Regions from separate parts of the Mus musculus genome. Here region 2 is linked to region 1. Evidence: chromatin contacts called from public promoter capture Hi-C data. All regions are on one chromosome and are shown on one strand. Each heading gives the region's core, a stretch centred on a gene start, on an enhancer-like site or on the middle of the called end of the contact. The rest is flanking DNA. Distances are from core to core; before and after follow the strand shown. Region 1 overlaps Abtb2 (ankyrin repeat and BTB (POZ) domain containing 2). Region 2 overlaps Nat10 (N-acetyltransferase 10).

Region 1 (7,656 bases), core at 2,919-5,418:
GCTTTGAGCAAATCAGAAAGAAAGCTAAACCCAAGCATTCTCCAACAGCTAGATCATGGAGTGAAATCAGATAAACGAAATGTGGCTATATGCTGTCTACAAGCAACTCACTCAAAATACAATGTGGAGTAGTTAAAATTAAATGTAGAGGAAATGCATTGTGCAAGCATAAGAAAGCTGGAGTGGCTATACTTAGATAAAGCACACTTCAGAGCAGAGAAAATTACACAGGATAAAGAGGCCATCACACCGTCAACTGTCATGCATCGCACCCTCTAAGGTGCTGTTTCCAGTGAGATGGGTAGAGCAATGCAAAAAGATCCCCTGCTCTCCATCCTACTCCACGAGTCTGTTCCCTGCTGCTTAGCGGGGCAGGCAGGAAAGGGCCTGGAGTACATTCCCAGGCCTTTGGCATTTTTTAGTTATCTTCTCCCAACCCCCCCCCCAATTTTAATTAGCTTATAAAGTAACCCCCAAAGTGACAGGAGTCAGGATCTTGTTGAAAAGCTATCAGCCCAGCATATATAAATTCCCAATTCCTCAATATCATGCTGTACACAGGACTCTACACCTACATTAAAGATCTTTCTGTGTGTATTATTGTGTCTGAGAGTGTTCTCGTGTGTAGGCACTCATGTGTCATAGTACACAAGTGGGGGTCAGAGGACAACAGAGGCTGTCGATCTTCATCTTCTACCTTGTCTGAGACAGGCCTCTCTGTTGTCTGCTGCTGTGTGTCCTAGTCTAGATTGCCTGTGAGCTCATAGGGAGTCTCCTGTCTCACGTCTAAAGGTATGAAGGAAAATATCCATACAGTTACTCTGCCCCTTACCCGTATAGATTTCTTCCAAGAGGAATTATGTGGGGAAAAATAAAACCTTTGTCTAAAATCCAATAGTCATGCCCAGGACAAAGTCCTGGATTAGGTTTTTGCTTCTCCCATTGTGGTTGGATCTGGTTTAACAAGTGCACACAGCAGTGGCACATACATGGCTAGCATGTACTGTCGTTGTCTCGCCATGGAGACTCAGATCAGACTCCTCACAGCCTGCTTCACACTTCCAGCTCCATCTGCCTGCCTTCTCAAATGAGTCAGCTAACAGTGTATAGAGATACGGAGATTAAGGTGGCCTCAGCAGCCCTAAGCAACTTTCCATCTACCCAATTCCAGGGTCAAGAAATTCTAGGGTCAAGATTTGGTTTGTCCTTGGCCTGGTCTTGCTGTCTGGGTTGCAGACAGACTGAGTCGGTGCTGAGAGTCAGAAGCCAGACAGATGGTAAGATCACGTGAGTCAAAGAGGCTGGCAGTCCCTCCTCTCCCTGCAACTAGCCTCCTTCTGGAAAGGCAGGCTCCAGCAGTCAGCAATCTTCTTTCTTCCCAGGCTTCCAGTTTCGAGAGTGATGAAATCTGTTATCAGGGGAGAGTGTGCTTTTGTGCCTGTGAGAAATCCTGCAATGACAGTCTCCGTCCTCAGCACTGTGGTGAGGGAATGAGCAACAGGGGTTTCTGCAGCTGGAGGGAGATTGGTGCAAGGCTGGATGTGACGAGCTTGTCCCTGGTGACTGGAGATTTCATCTTTAAGCCTCTGTTATTTCCTCTGCAAAAAATGAGGACACTAGTAGCTGCCTCCTGCTGTTAGTGTGAGGATTACACGAGACTGTACGCAGGGCCTTTAGCAGCACAGTGTACACAGACTTTCCTTGGATATTGCAAGTAGGCAGGGATCATTCATACCCCCTGCAAGAACCACTGCTTTGTGTCCTCCATGATGCTGGCCACAGGGCACCACTCATGGTAGCCTGGTTGGCTCAACAGTCATTCTATCTGGATCTGTTTAACTGTAGGTACTTCAAAAGGAACATTTAATAACACCCTTCCTTGGCTGGTTTAGTTCTGCAGTGGAAAGCACATTAGCCACACAGCCATCAGGATCCTGAAAACACATGGTCCCTAATACGGTCGCACCTTCCACTTGCATCTGCAACTGATTAATCATGAGGATCAGTGAGATGGACTTTTCTGTAACAGTGGGCAGCAGTCTCACTCAAACTTCAAGTATATCAAGATAGCAATGACTTGGACTTAGGCTGGAAGAAAGAAGTGGCACTTTAATTCATCTGACATAATTTAAGATGCCATTAAGTCAGAAATAAAACCAGTCTTTGAGCTATTGACAGTCTAAATGGCTCTCACTAAAACCTGCAATCTGAATATTTAAGTGGTACTCATCTAAAGAAGTGCTTTTCTTCCAGAGGGAAAAGTTCCATTAGAACAAATAGACACTGAAGCCAGAAAGAATGACTAAATAAATAAATAAATAAATCACATTGCTCTTTGACTTGGGGATGAGGAGACGGCTCAGTTAGTAAAGTGCCTGCTGCCCAAGCATGAAAACGTGAGCTCATTCTTCAGCAACTAATACAAAGCTGGGCATGGTGGCACACACCAATAACCTCAGAGCTAGGGAGGCAGAGAAGGGTGGGTCTCTGCAACAGAGAGCCATCCAGCCTAGCTTAACCACTGAGCCCTGGATCCTGGTCAAAGACCTTGTTGATTACAAATATGAGATCAACAGCTCCTAGGAAACAACATCTGAAGTTGTCCTCTGGCTTCCCCATACAAGGACATCCATGTGCATGTACTCCCATAGGAGCACAGGCTCCGTACACATACACACAAAATAAATGCCCAAACGGCAACAACAAGAAGGGATGCTTATTAATAATGGCAAGTTGAAACCCTTAAAATAAAAAACTACTCTTGTCTAGCCTACCGTGGGTGATGGCTGCATTCCCTATGGTTATTTTTCTATTCTACTTTTCTATCTAGTTCAACCAGCAGCTCCATCTCTCCGTCTTCTTTCCATAGCCCACCTACCATTCTCAGACCCACGGGTCCCTTACTCTCTCTCTGCATCAAGAGAAAAAGCATGTGGCCCTAGACTACAGTAACTGGTTCAATGACAGACACGTGACTCTGACTAGGCTTATCACAGCTAAGCAACCTCACAGACACAGTTTTTGTTTGAGCTATTAGGGAAGCCAGCTTGGCCCTTGTTCTTCCTCAAAGGCAAGGTTGTTGCAGCCAGTTTATAAGCACATCTAGAGCAAAATTTAGAGGAGATAGCCAGGGTCTCCGAACCTCTGAATCAGAGCGCATCGGAAGCCAACCCCACTCAGGACCTTAAGGCAGTAACTTCACTTTGCTTAAACTGGTTTGTCCTGCATCTGCAACCTGCAGAGTCCTGAAACATAAAATTTGAACAGAAGTGCACTTAAAAAGCTGAAACTTCACAGCTTCTCAGCTTCAGGCAAATTACCTGGAATATAAAGACAGTGCACTGGCCTCCCAGACCGCCTCACCTACCTTGAATATGAACCTAAGACTGACTGTCTCTGACCCACTGCTGCTAACTTGGATGTCAGAGACCTTCGTTGGGGCCACTGCTCAGAGAAGAAAGTTCTGGGTAAGAAAAAAAAAAAAAACCTCTAGTTCCTCAAGGTATTTTTGGTCCTAGATGGGTTACTCTGTGGTTTTATTTTCTTGAAAGGCAGCACAGCGTATAGAGAAGGCAGTACTGCATGGTGGTCAGGAATATGGTCTCTGAGTCAGGTGAAGCTGCACATCACCAGCCTATCTCATCCTCAACTAACACCAGCTCTTCTGAGCCATAGCTGATCCGTAAACTGGAAATAAATCATAGCAATACAGCACAGGGTGGGTTCTGAGGCTCACATAAGGTAGTCCGCACAACGTGTAGCAAGGGACTTTAAATAAAGTCACAGTTAAATGGTGAGTTACAGCGGTTGTTATCTCAGAGGAGAAAGAATAAAACCATAAGGTACTCTACTGCTATTAGGGCTGGTCTAGTCACCTCTTCTAAACCAACTATAGTTAGAGTCATCATGAGGGACAAGAGCAAGAAGCTTGGTGACTTTAAGGTGCCTGACAAATTACACTCAGTCTGGAAGGAAAGAGGTGGAGAGAGGAAGAAGAAAGGGAGAGGGAAAAAAGAGAGAAAGAGGAAGAGGAAAGAAGAAAGAGGGGTACTAAGGAGGTGCAGCGATGAAAACCCTGTGGCAGAGTTGCCGTTTCCATCAACAGTCGAGGACATTTCCCAAGAAATATGGGAGGGTTTCAAAGACACTGCTAGACTGCGTGGTTCATGGAAAATGCTATCAATAGCAACCTGTTAAATGTTCTGGAGGTCTGGAACTGGTCCCAGGCTATGCACAGTCAGGTCCTGCTGAACTTTTCCAAAGTTCCATTTGCAAAAAGGCCCAAGCAAGATCCCTCTCCTAGCTTTCCAGTTTAACAGACTTCACTGACAGGATGCAAATGTGCTTCTTTGTGGATGAGACATTTCACCTTCTTAACATGGTGGCTGAAATTTCCAGGAAATTCAGCCACAAAAGTCCTCCTGTTACTACTGGCACACCTCAGTAAATGAAGGGTGCTGGGCTTCCAGCAGGCTGCTTCAGCAGAGAGATAGCTCAGGAAAAATCCGAAAGACCAGAAAAGTGTCTCCTTGACTGAAGAGAATTTTTTTTCCTTTTTTAGTTTGTAGACTTAAAACACACAAATACACACACACACACACACACACACACGGCTAAGAAATACCCTCCACAAACATATAAAGGGGCCACTTTAATCACAGAAGTATTGCTTAATATGGAAAAAGTTCATGCTTGAAAATCAGGACCATAAAATGGACCTACTTCAGAGGGAGGCTTAGAGAACAGCCCCATTTGAAGCTAGAGAACTCAGCGCAGGAAAATAGATGGACTGTTCTCTTCTCTTTCCTAACTGCATCCTGTATGCCAGCCATGTGTATTTTGGATTCCTTCCCACCCTACCATGATTTCCTGTCAAAGTCTGGGTCCCATGGTAACTGGAGAAATTTGGCATGCTGGCTCCCTACTCGATGGCGGGCCACACAGGGGATGCCGAGTGGGCATCTCCTTCTCAGCAAACATGTTTCTCTCCCAGCTCCATACTAGAGCCGTGTTCTTTCTCACAAACTCTTGCTAATAAAGCACTTCTTTTCCATGCAGATCTACTGCCTAACCTCTCTTATTTACCTGGGAAGAAAGTGAAACCCTTTTCCAGAGTAAGAAGGCCCCTGTCTTTAAAACATCGCAGCATGGATCGGGGCGCTGCAAAGCGATCAGAAACACAGCAAGGGCATGCCAGCTGCAGACACATCCAGCGGTTTAGCAAAAGCACAATCTCATTTAGGGGTGGGCAGAAGTTACCCTGGGAAATGTCTCCTTAGATGAGGGGTCTCAGGGACACTCTGACATGAGTCACATATGACATGAGATGTCTGAGATTTATTCTTGTAGTTTTTTCAGCTTCCAGGACCACGTCAACCCCTGGCCCCAACCTGGCTTACTAGCTATGGTCTTCCACATGCAGTACACAGTCTGCATTGTAACAATCTGCTGAATGCATGCCTTTGGCTCAAAGCTGCTCACAGTCACTGCTCTCTTCACATCGTCCTTGACATATTGTCAGTGTTCTGTGAGTGTAGGGAGAAGGTTCTAAGGACAGATCCCAGCTTCAGACTCCATCTCTGACTCGGGGAATTTGTCTTTATAAGTTCCTTGGATGCCCTCTCTCCTGTAGTCCTGCCTTCTTCATGAAGGCCTAAAGTCAGGAAAGGGCATACATACCACACAGATTAAGGCCTAATGTAGAACATGCATCACAAAGTCACCCCCCCCCCCCAAAAAAAAACCAAAAAACAAAAACCCCTCAACTTGGGTATCCTGTTTTTTCTTCTCTTTGACTCAAGGAAATATTTACCATTGTAGAAATTTGGGGCCATCATATGGGGTGGTTTTTGTTTAGTTTTAAAACAAAAAATTTAGCATCCTTACACTTCAACAAACATGGCACCCAGGGCACACTAACACCAACTCTCGGTTTAGAGAAACAGGTCCGACCCAAGCCTGCGCTTTGCGATACAGCTATCGATTTTGCTAATAGAGAAAACAGACCGAGTCTGAATCACAGGTTTGGAGAGGGAGGCTGCAGAATGCTTTCTTTACTGCTCACTCTTCTATCAACTTAAGCATCAAGTACTGGTTTCTAGCAGAAGTCCTGCAAGCCACTGTGTGAACAACCTGAAGCATGTTCAAGATGGTAGTGGAACATAGAGGGCACAGGACACAAATGCCATAACATCAGCAGGAACCCGACTCTCTAGAGCCAACACTGCCATCAGAGATAACACAGCTCTGCCTAAGCTAGTGATACCTGCTGGATAATTCTCTTATTGTGGACTTCATGTACCCTGTCCTGTTAGATTTTCCCAAATCAATGCAGTAACACGGCCCTATATTTTCACTTTCCACAAAAGAAACTGAAGCTCAGAAGGGTTTTAATAATGTCTCAACCCTAAAAGTTCAGAACAGTTGATAGCAACAAAAACCAGACCTCTGTGGGTACTTGAGGTGTGCGTGGGGAGTTGCTGACAGGAAGGGCCATTGAGGGCCTAAGATCCTTTTGCTGTTACCGTTTGATTTTGGTTTTGAAGCCTCCTGACCACAAACTTGTGATATAGTATAGGGTGGGCTTGATTTCTTGTCCTCCTACTCTCAGCCCTAGTTTGGGTAGGGCTGGGCACTGAAGCCAGGGGTTTATGCATACTAGGTAGGCACTCTACAACAGAGCTACATCCCCAGCCCCTCCTTGGAGTTTAATCATGACCTAGGTAAGTTGAACACATGTACCTATGTGACAATTCACTGGTCTCAGTTCAACATACAGGAAAAAACAATACTGCTACCTCAGATTACATGGCTGAGTCTGAAATGGAATTCAGGTCTTCCTGGCTCCAAAACCGGGGGCTCTTGTCTCTGTCCCTTTATAAACCACAGTCAGAGAAGAAGAGCTAGACCTGAGAATTACTTGTACCCAGATGCCACTGACCTGGGAACATGTGATTGGGCCATCTCAAATATCCTCCATGCTTCCCCATGTTAAGGAAAAGGAACTATGGGTAGAGCAAAGCCGTAGGCAAGGGTTGTGATACTTGGCAGTAGCAATGAAAGCAGAGAGGACTAAGACCATCCCAAGGCAAACACCGTCAGCTCCAACCCTTGGAAAGAAAATCTCCCAGCTAATATGAATGCTCCCAAAGTGACTAATGAAAGCCTTCCATCTGGCACAGCAAGGACAAAACAACCCTGTCTTTGTTCAGTGAGTTTAGACTCACACAGGCACTTATGCCCACGTGTTGGCCCAAACCTGAGAAGCAAGGCAACCTGAATATCCTGACTGTTCTGGGCTCTCTGTAAAAGAAGGCCACTGTGGCTGGAAGAGGAAAGCCTTGGTACTCAGGTATTTTACCCAAAATCACAGGCAATCACAGAGAGCACCAAGGAAGCTCACAGCATAACCCAGGTGGTCCATAGCATGCTAATAATAAGTAGCCACCACCAATTGGGAACCCAGTAATTTTTAACCTCAGGTGCATTAATTTGATTTACCACAATCCTTCATCCATGACCACTTTTAATTAGTTATAATAATGTGAAATCACCCCCCAAGACAAAGCTAGAGCTGTGGCAAGCACAGACAACTAAACCACATGAGTCTCCCTCCCTCCCCCTCTCCTTTTCCCTCCCCATAAGATTTAGACAGCC
Region 2 (7,656 bases), core at 2,683-5,182, 140 kb before region 1:
TTCCCTGCCTTGGTTTCCCTAGGTGTGCCTTGAGGGAGAGATTTCTCGTCAGTCCATTTTGAATAGCCTCTCTCGAGGCAAGAAGGCTTCTGGGGACCTGATTCCATGGACAGTGTCGGAACAGGTGAGGGAGCGGCTGCCCCTGCATGTCTGAGGTGAGGGAGCGGCTGCCCCAGCATGTCTGATGTCAGGTTGTCTGTGTTGCTAAGTCACTGGTTTGTGTCTCACAGTTTCAAGATCCAGACTTTGGAGGCCTTTCTGGTGGACGGGTTGTTCGAATTGCTGTTCACCCAGATTATCAAGGGGTAACATGTCCTCTCTTCTTTTAAACCTTGTGTGCTGCTCTCTAGTGGGCTCCTGGCAGCCCTTTGGGCAGTGTGCCTAGCTGTTGGAATAAAAATATGGATACACCAGTGACATTTTAGGTGTACTCTGCTCAGGAGAATATAGCAAGAACTTGTGGGTGGGCCAGGGACAAGGTTGTTGGTGTAGACTCCTTCCTTTCCCTACCTGTGTTAGAACGTAGGACTTGTTGAACCAGGTTGTTTTTCTATAACTTCCTTCTGTCGCTTTGAAAGCCACACTGAGGAGTCAGCTGTCGAGCATCCCTTTCTGGCAGTGGCACAGCCAGCTACCGTTAGGTCCAGGTTGCAAGTGGGTTGTGGTTGGAGGGTTAGACTAACCTAAGAACCCCACTGTGTTTGGCCCCAGAGCCAGCTTTGACTACAGTGGGTTTTATTGGTAGCTTTTTTCCAAATGCAGTTTGACCAGGAATAAATGCTTTAGAAGCAAGGCACAAGTAGCTTAAACAGACGGAGCGTCTTCCCTCTGCTGTATCTTGTGTGTGCTCATAGATGGGATATGGCAGCCGAGCGCTGCAGCTGCTGCAGATGTATTATGAAGGCAAGTTCCCTTGTCTGGAGGAAAAAGTCTTGGAGACACCACAAGAAATCCGCACCGTGAGCAGTGAGGTAACAATGTTCTGGCAAAGCCAGAGTCCTAAGTCTGAGAGGATGGTTCTCTGGGGTCTTCTGCGTTTGGGCAGCCAGCCACTTTCTTCAGCTTAACACTGTAGAGTCTCAGCCTACTCACCAGTGCCATCTGCTGCTGCAGCAGACACTCCGGGAGTAAACGTGCTTACTAGTCTGCAAGTGTGCTGCATTGCAAGCTGGAGGGCTCCCCACCAGCCTCTGTCAGCATCAGCCCACATCGCAGAGTTCCGCTTTGCCTTGCTTGAGGCTGCCTGCACACACACGTGCTTGGTGGTTTGTGTAATGTGCCCGTGCTTGTGGGCCTTGACTTACCTCAGACTCAGGAGGGTTACTCTCCAAGGTCACAGGGGTGTCAGGTGACAGAACCACAACTTCACGCTGCATTTTCAGAACCCTGCCCCTGTCCCTTCTAAAGTGTATTAGGCATTGCTGAACCGTGGCCTTTCCCTGCTTTTGGTCTTGGGAACTCGGTGATTGCACATATGCTTTGGCTTATCCCTGTGGTGATCTCGGGACTCTTGAGTCCTATTTGGACACCATAGGGACACAGAAGACTCTTGCCTGTTGTTGTGTAGTGTACTGGATGGCTTGAGAACACCACGAGCCTCTTGCTTTGCTAAGGGAGTAATGGCTTCTTCTTAGGCTGTCAGCTTGTTGGAAGAAGTTATTACTCCCCGGAAGGATCTGCCCCCCTTGCTCCTCAAGTTGAATGAGAGGCCTGCAGAGCGCCTGGATTACCTGGGGGTTTCCTATGGGCTGACCCCCAGGCTTCTCAAGTAAGTGCCTGCCTGTCCTCTGGAGCCAGCCCACTTCAGTGGAAGACGACAGTTCTGTGGGTGGTGTCTTCCTTTGCAGCTGGGGTCTCTGTCATTGTCTGCTGCCTCCTCCATCTGTCCCTCCTCCTGTCCCTCCTCCTGTCCCTTCTGCCTTTATTTCTCAACTTCCAGGAGTCATAAATGGTGACCACCCCCTCTACCCCCCTTTTGTAGGTTCTGGAAACGAGCTGGATTTGTTCCTGTCTATTTGAGACAGACCCCAGTAAGTGAGGCTTGGGGTAGAGGAGGGGTTGGGTTTGTGTTTGCAGTTGGCACCTCCTCCTCTAGTTGTCTTGGCTCCTCCTCGCTGTGCCCTGGGCAGGTGCTTCTGTATTTGTTAAGGTGTTGCTTGTTCAGAGGCGGGTTGGTACAGAGTGATTCCTTCCTGACCTTGGCAGGTCTGGTGCATCTGTGGCTTTGTGCTCCATTTTCACGTGGCAGGGGTACACACACGGACTGATTTGTCAGATTGTAGATTCAGTCCTGCAGGCTGGAGTTCCCTAAGTGTGTATAACAGAACTGAGTGTTAATGGTTTCTGAAGGAGAGAGGTGGGCAGCAGATGATTGGGAGGGTGAGAAACAGCGGTGAGTTCCTGGAATGCAGTTAGTGTCTGTGGGAAACAGCCAGTGCATGGGGAAGCCTGAAGCTTGTTTTCTAACAGGTAAAAGCAGCAAGCAGTGAGGAACACTGCTCCTCATGGTGGCAAATGCTGGTTGTAGCATAGTGGCCTATCCTGCAGCTTAAACCTAAACCAGATGACTGGAAGGGGCCAGAACTGAAGAAAGTGGTCAGGGATAGAGACAGATGGAGCTTGGAGAGAATGCCACAGCATTCTCACTTTTTAAAAATATTTTTAAAGATATATTTACTTATTTATTATGTATACAGTGTTCTGTCTGCATTTATGTCTGCACACCAGAAGAGGGCATCAGCTCCTGTTACAGATAGCCACCATGTGATTGCTGGGATTTGAACTCAGGACCTCTGGAAGAGCAAACAGTGCTCTTAACCTCTGAGCCACCTCTCCAGCCCAGCATTCTCATTCTTAAATGGAACTTTCAAGCTGTCTAGTTCACCACATAACAAAACATAGGAGAGGTTTCTTGGTGGGTTTCAAACAGGACCCTAATAGTCCAGTGATGATCACCCTGGGTACTCAGCATAACTACTACTGACGTTCACTCCTGCTCTGCGGCACTTGGCATCTCCAGGTTGTATGTACTTGGTGAATAGATGCATACTTAGATGCTGCTGACATCACATAGAGCAGGAGGACAGGTGGCTACTGGATTTGCCAGGACTGGTGCTCAGAATGGAGTAGGGCTTGTTACAGTTGGTGATAATGGGAGGTGGGGATATAGGCATGAGTAGACATTGTTTCCCAGAGGGGAAGCGAGCAGAGAGCAGGGTAGCTGTGGCGTGTGCATGGGGAGGACATGTTGGGTAGAAGAGTCTTGGCCTTTGTTCACTGTAGAGACAGGGAATGCAGGAAGAGAGGGCTGACTGCGAGGGCAGGCCTTGTGGGGTCAGGACACTGAAACCCAGGATTTCGAGGTTTGCTAGCAACTCATCCCTCACTCCAGGAGGGTCATGGGGAGTGTGAGTGCAGCAGTAAGAGAGTGAAGATGTCCAGTCACTTCTGTTTTCAAGGCCCACAGTGCTGAAGCGGGCAAGCACATGTGTCTTTTGGAGAATGCAAATCTGGTATTCAAGTTTGGTGGTGAATGTCCATTTGAAGTCTGGCATGTGACATGGAGACTCCCGTGCGGGCTGGCAGGGAGTGGAGATGGGCTCGTGCCTGTCGGCATACTTATCTAGATAGACAGATGCGCTCAGCAGTTGCTTGCAGGGAGGACGTAAATCTGTGAGCCACAAACAGGCCATAGGCATCCTTTGACCTTGTCCCTTTGACCTTTGTCCTTGTCCCTTGACCTGCTTGCTCTGACCTGTCGTTGCCGTTAGATGCTGCCATGCAGTTCTGAGAACTTATGTAGTAAAAGGTCCAAAACTCTGTAATCTTGCACCATGTCAGCCCCTAGTGAAGCTTGAAGCATCCAGAGTCTGAGCAAGACTGTCTCTTACACAAAGCATGTATAAACATACCGGCTGCCAGCTGGGCGTCTGAGTTTGCTGGGAAGTTTCTGCTTTATAAGGAACAAAGTTCACTGACAGGGTGAGGGATTGAAGCCTGCCTTCATGGCCTTGACTTCAGTGAAAGGAGTGGGTGCGGAGCAGAAATCAGGCCTTACCTAAACTCCTGCTGGGCCTGCTCCAATCCCGTGGCCTCTTAGGCGGCTGCCTACCATGCGAGCCCATGGGGGCAGGGTGGGAGCACCATGACATTGGTTCCAAGCAATAATGTGTGTCCCCTAGAACGACCTGACTGGGGAACACTCGTGCATTATGCTGAAGACGCTGGCCGATGAGGATGAGGCTGAGCAGGGAGCTTGGCTGGCAGCATTTTGGAAAGGTAAACGCCAGACGAGTGGAGAGGGGACAGTGAGGTGACAGGCCAGGGCACCTGCAGATTGCTAACTGCCTTTCTGTGCCCTGCAGATTTCCGAAGACGGTTCCTGGCCTTGCTGTCATACCAGTTCAGCACCTTCTCTCCTGCCCTGTCTCTGAACATCATTCAGAACAGGAACGTAGCCAAGTCAGCCCTGCCAGGTGAGCTGTCACCCAGGAGCTGAGGGCTGCTCTAGTCCACAGTCTCCATGCTGCCTGCTGTTCCCCAAGCCTCTCTCCTGCCCAGGCTGTGCCTGGATTTCAGGTGTAAGACAGGTTCACACAGTGGTTAGCTATGGAACCTGGGCTCTGAGGGGAACTAGCTCAGTCTCGGGGCTCTGTGTTCGAGTATTTATGAAATAGCACCAAGAATATGTCTCAGCCTTCTGACTGGTATATAGAAGAACTATATAACTATAAAGCTATATAGCTTTATAAATCTAGAAAGCATAGAATCATTGTTTAGTTGGATGAAAATTTTAAAAATTGCATAGGAGGTCATGAGCAGTCATTTTGTTCTATTAACAGTTACATTTATATATATTTTTATGTGTATATCTGTGGCTATGCACACGTTCTTATGTGTATATTATGTCTTGTGGGTTGTATTTTGATGGGAAAATCTGGGTTCTTTGACCTGGGCAGAGCATGTAAGGTGACCCTGGAGAAAGAGTGACAAATGGGGAGAGTGGAGGTGTGTCCTTAGAACGTTAGGGCACGAGGATCTTTCTTGGACCCAGCATATTGGTGGTTGTCTGAACTACCAGCCTGGGATTATGTTATTGGTAGCAAGGCATCTTACCACATTTACTTAGAGACTTATGTGTGCCTTATTTTGTCTGCATGTGTGCATTTGTACCTGGTGCCTGTGGCGGTCAGAGGGCGTCAGAGTCTCTGGAAGTTGAGTTATTGTTGGTTGTGAATTATCACATGTGGGTTCTGGGTTTTCTGCAAGAGCAGCGAGTGCACTTAACTGCTGAGCCGTCCAGCCCCTTCCTGGTTGGCCTTGTGTGCTGCGTCCTATCCTGTGAGGGCTGCAGACTGCCCTGACTGGTGGGCTCTTGTTGCATGCACAGCCCTAGGCCGGGAGCATCTGGAGGCACTTTTCCTTCCCTATGACCTGAAGCGTCTAGAGATGTACTCTCGGAACATGGTCGATTACCACCTCATCATGGATCTTATCCCAGCCATTTCCCGCTTGTACTTCCTGAACCAGCTAGGAGACCTGTCCCTGTCGGCTGCCCAGTCGGTAGGTCACCTGGGACTCCATGGGGGACAAGGGAGGACAGTGGAGCTGTTGGTGCTGGGCCCTTAGATGAGTCCTTGGAAGTAGCTTTGTGCCTTTAGCCCTGGCAGAGCTAATGGTGGCCCATCCTCACTCTGCAGGCCGAGGCGAGCAATGTGGCTGTATTGTTAGCAAGCAGACTGCTACACTTTGAACCCACACTCTCCCTGCCACCTTGTCACCCTACCAGAAGGCCAGGCTATCCTGCACTCCGGATATATGTGGTTTTTTTGTGAAGTTGATGTTTTTTGGGACAATGTGAACTAAAGTGCATTTTAGGAAGGAAGGAGTGTTCCTGCCTTAGTTGCAGGATGGAAGATGCCAAACCCCCACTGCTGCTCTCTGGTTTCTGCTTCATCAAATGAGGCAGCTCCATTCTAGGCTATTGTAATGCGCAAGGCTATCTTGGAAGCCAGTCCAGCTGATTCTCCTTCCTTCAGGCTCTTCTCTTGGGAATTGGCCTACAGCACAAGTCTGTGGATCAGCTGGAAAAGGAGATTGAGCTGCCCTCAGGCCAGTTGATGGGGCTTTTCAACCGGATCATCCGCAAAGTTGTGAAGGTGACCTTGGTCCATGGGCAGGATTTTGGTCTTTTCAGTAACATAACACATCCACTCTTTGTTTATAATAAGTACTAAAACTTAGATGTATTTGCGCAGATCTACACACACACACACACACAGTGGAAGTAGGTGGGTGGCGTGTCAGCCAGTGTCTGTGAACTGGATTTCTTCTCAGAGACCCCACTGCTGGGATTTGTATATACTCTGCCTGTGTCTATGCTTGTGCTGTGATCAGCTATGTTCCTAATGTCTGAAGCATTGCTTTGAGTACTTTTCTTTGAGACACTGAAGAGTGAGTGACAGACCCTGCTGCTCCTGCATCTTTTCTTTCCTCCTGTTGTGTTGTCCTTGTAGCTGTTCAATGATGTGCAGGAAAAGGCTATTGAGGAGCAGATGGTGGCAGTGAAGGATGTGGTCATGGAGCCCACTATGAAGACCCTGAGTGATGACCTGGTATGTCCCCGCTGTAGAGGTCCCAGTGTTCCCCTTGGCCACTGTTAGCCTGTCGATGTAGACCACCCTCCTCCTCTGCTTCGGAGCTGTCCTGCAGGCTGGAGGTGCTGGTACACGGCTTGCATTTCTGTATCCTCAGGCTGAGAGGTAGGGGAGTTGTTCACCAGCTTGAGCTGCTGTTTAGAGAATTGCAGGTCAGCCTGGGATACAGAACAACTGAAGGATTGGGTCCTGTGCACTGACTTAACTAAGTGGCACTCTGTAGGTCCAAAGCCAGTGTGGTTCTCACTGAGTGCGTGAGTGTGGGAACCTCGAGGCTGTTGCTGCAAATGTTGGTTACCCTTTTGATGCTTTTCCAAATGTGTATTTTATAGGTGGGCACACTGTAAAACTGTAGTAGCTGCTCTTAGTGTTGGGAGTGTACCTCAGGAGGAAGTGTTTCCTCCCTGTCCCCGCTTCTCCTTCTCTCTGACCGCTGCTCTCTCTGGCTGTGGACTACAGGATGAAGCAGCAAAGGAATTCCAGGAGAAACACAAGAAGGAAGTCGGGAAGCTGAAGGACATGGACCTCTCTCAGTAAGCCCCTCCCATCTCAGGGAATCAGTTCTTCCCAGTCTCCATGGCCTGTAGACTTTGCTAAAGGTGTCCTACCACACACCCCACAGGCTCATAACTGTTTCAGAAGTACCACAGCTGAGATCTGCAATCTGTCTCATTCCCAGGATCCCAGAGTTCTTGTCACTTTGGGTTTGTGTTACTGCCAGGCCCTTCCAGGAAGGGGGTGCTGAGCAGGACACCTCCCACCTGGAGTAGTCCCTTCCTCATGTTTGTCGTTTTCCTTCTGTTCCTGTTGAGTGTTACTTGTGATGTTTCCTTTCTAGCCACCCCAGGGTGACAGATCTGACAGTCCTGCTGCTTCAGGCCTTTCCCTGTAACTAACTCTAGGCTTGGAGCCACAGAACTTGTCCGCAGCCAGGTCATTGGTTGATCAGATTGAGCAATACCATAAGGCCATTTCAGGGTCTCAAGCTGGTTTCTCTTTG

Evidence for each region. Capture Hi-C pulls out chosen DNA fragments and counts their contacts.
Region 2: a promoter capture Hi-C map of liver shows a contact between it and region 1. The contact joins two enhancer-like sites. A contact is called at or near these places in 3 of 484 Hi-C or Micro-C datasets (the N1E-115 cell line, bone marrow-derived macrophages and liver), 4 of 115 datasets of contacts at active chromatin or transcription factors (astrocytes, double positive thymocytes, embryonic basal ganglia and 1 more) and 3 of 9 other capture datasets (adipose tissue, liver and pancreatic islet).

The regions. Positions count from the first base shown.
Region 1 is chr2:103,586,158-103,593,813 of GRCm38.p6, reverse strand. All of the region lies in intron 1 of Abtb2 (ankyrin repeat and BTB (POZ) domain containing 2), which reads right to left. It overlaps 8030431J09Rik (a long non-coding RNA gene), which reads right to left. Exons shown (of 2, transcript XR_866592.2): 1 at 1-7,656. Among named protein-coding and RNA genes, the nearest start is that of 8030431J09Rik, 18 kb to the right of the region's middle. Within about 2 kb of position 4,168, at least 31 of the 459 cell types and tissues checked have an H3K27ac peak or open chromatin away from gene starts, as enhancers often do. A contact at or near this core is called in liver, where this site is marked.
Region 2 is chr2:103,724,622-103,732,277 of GRCm38.p6, reverse strand. It overlaps Nat10 (N-acetyltransferase 10), which reads left to right. Exons shown (of 29, transcript NM_153126.3): 17 at 23-124; 18 at 231-305; 19 at 855-971; 20 at 1,635-1,768; 21 at 1,982-2,030; 22 at 4,182-4,278; 23 at 4,365-4,475; 24 at 5,390-5,562; 25 at 6,039-6,158; 26 at 6,516-6,614; 27 at 7,116-7,189. Among named protein-coding and RNA genes, the nearest start is that of Nat10, 33 kb to the left of the region's middle. Within about 2 kb of position 3,932, at least 4 of the 459 cell types and tissues checked have an H3K27ac peak or open chromatin away from gene starts, as enhancers often do. A contact at or near this core is called in liver, where this site is marked.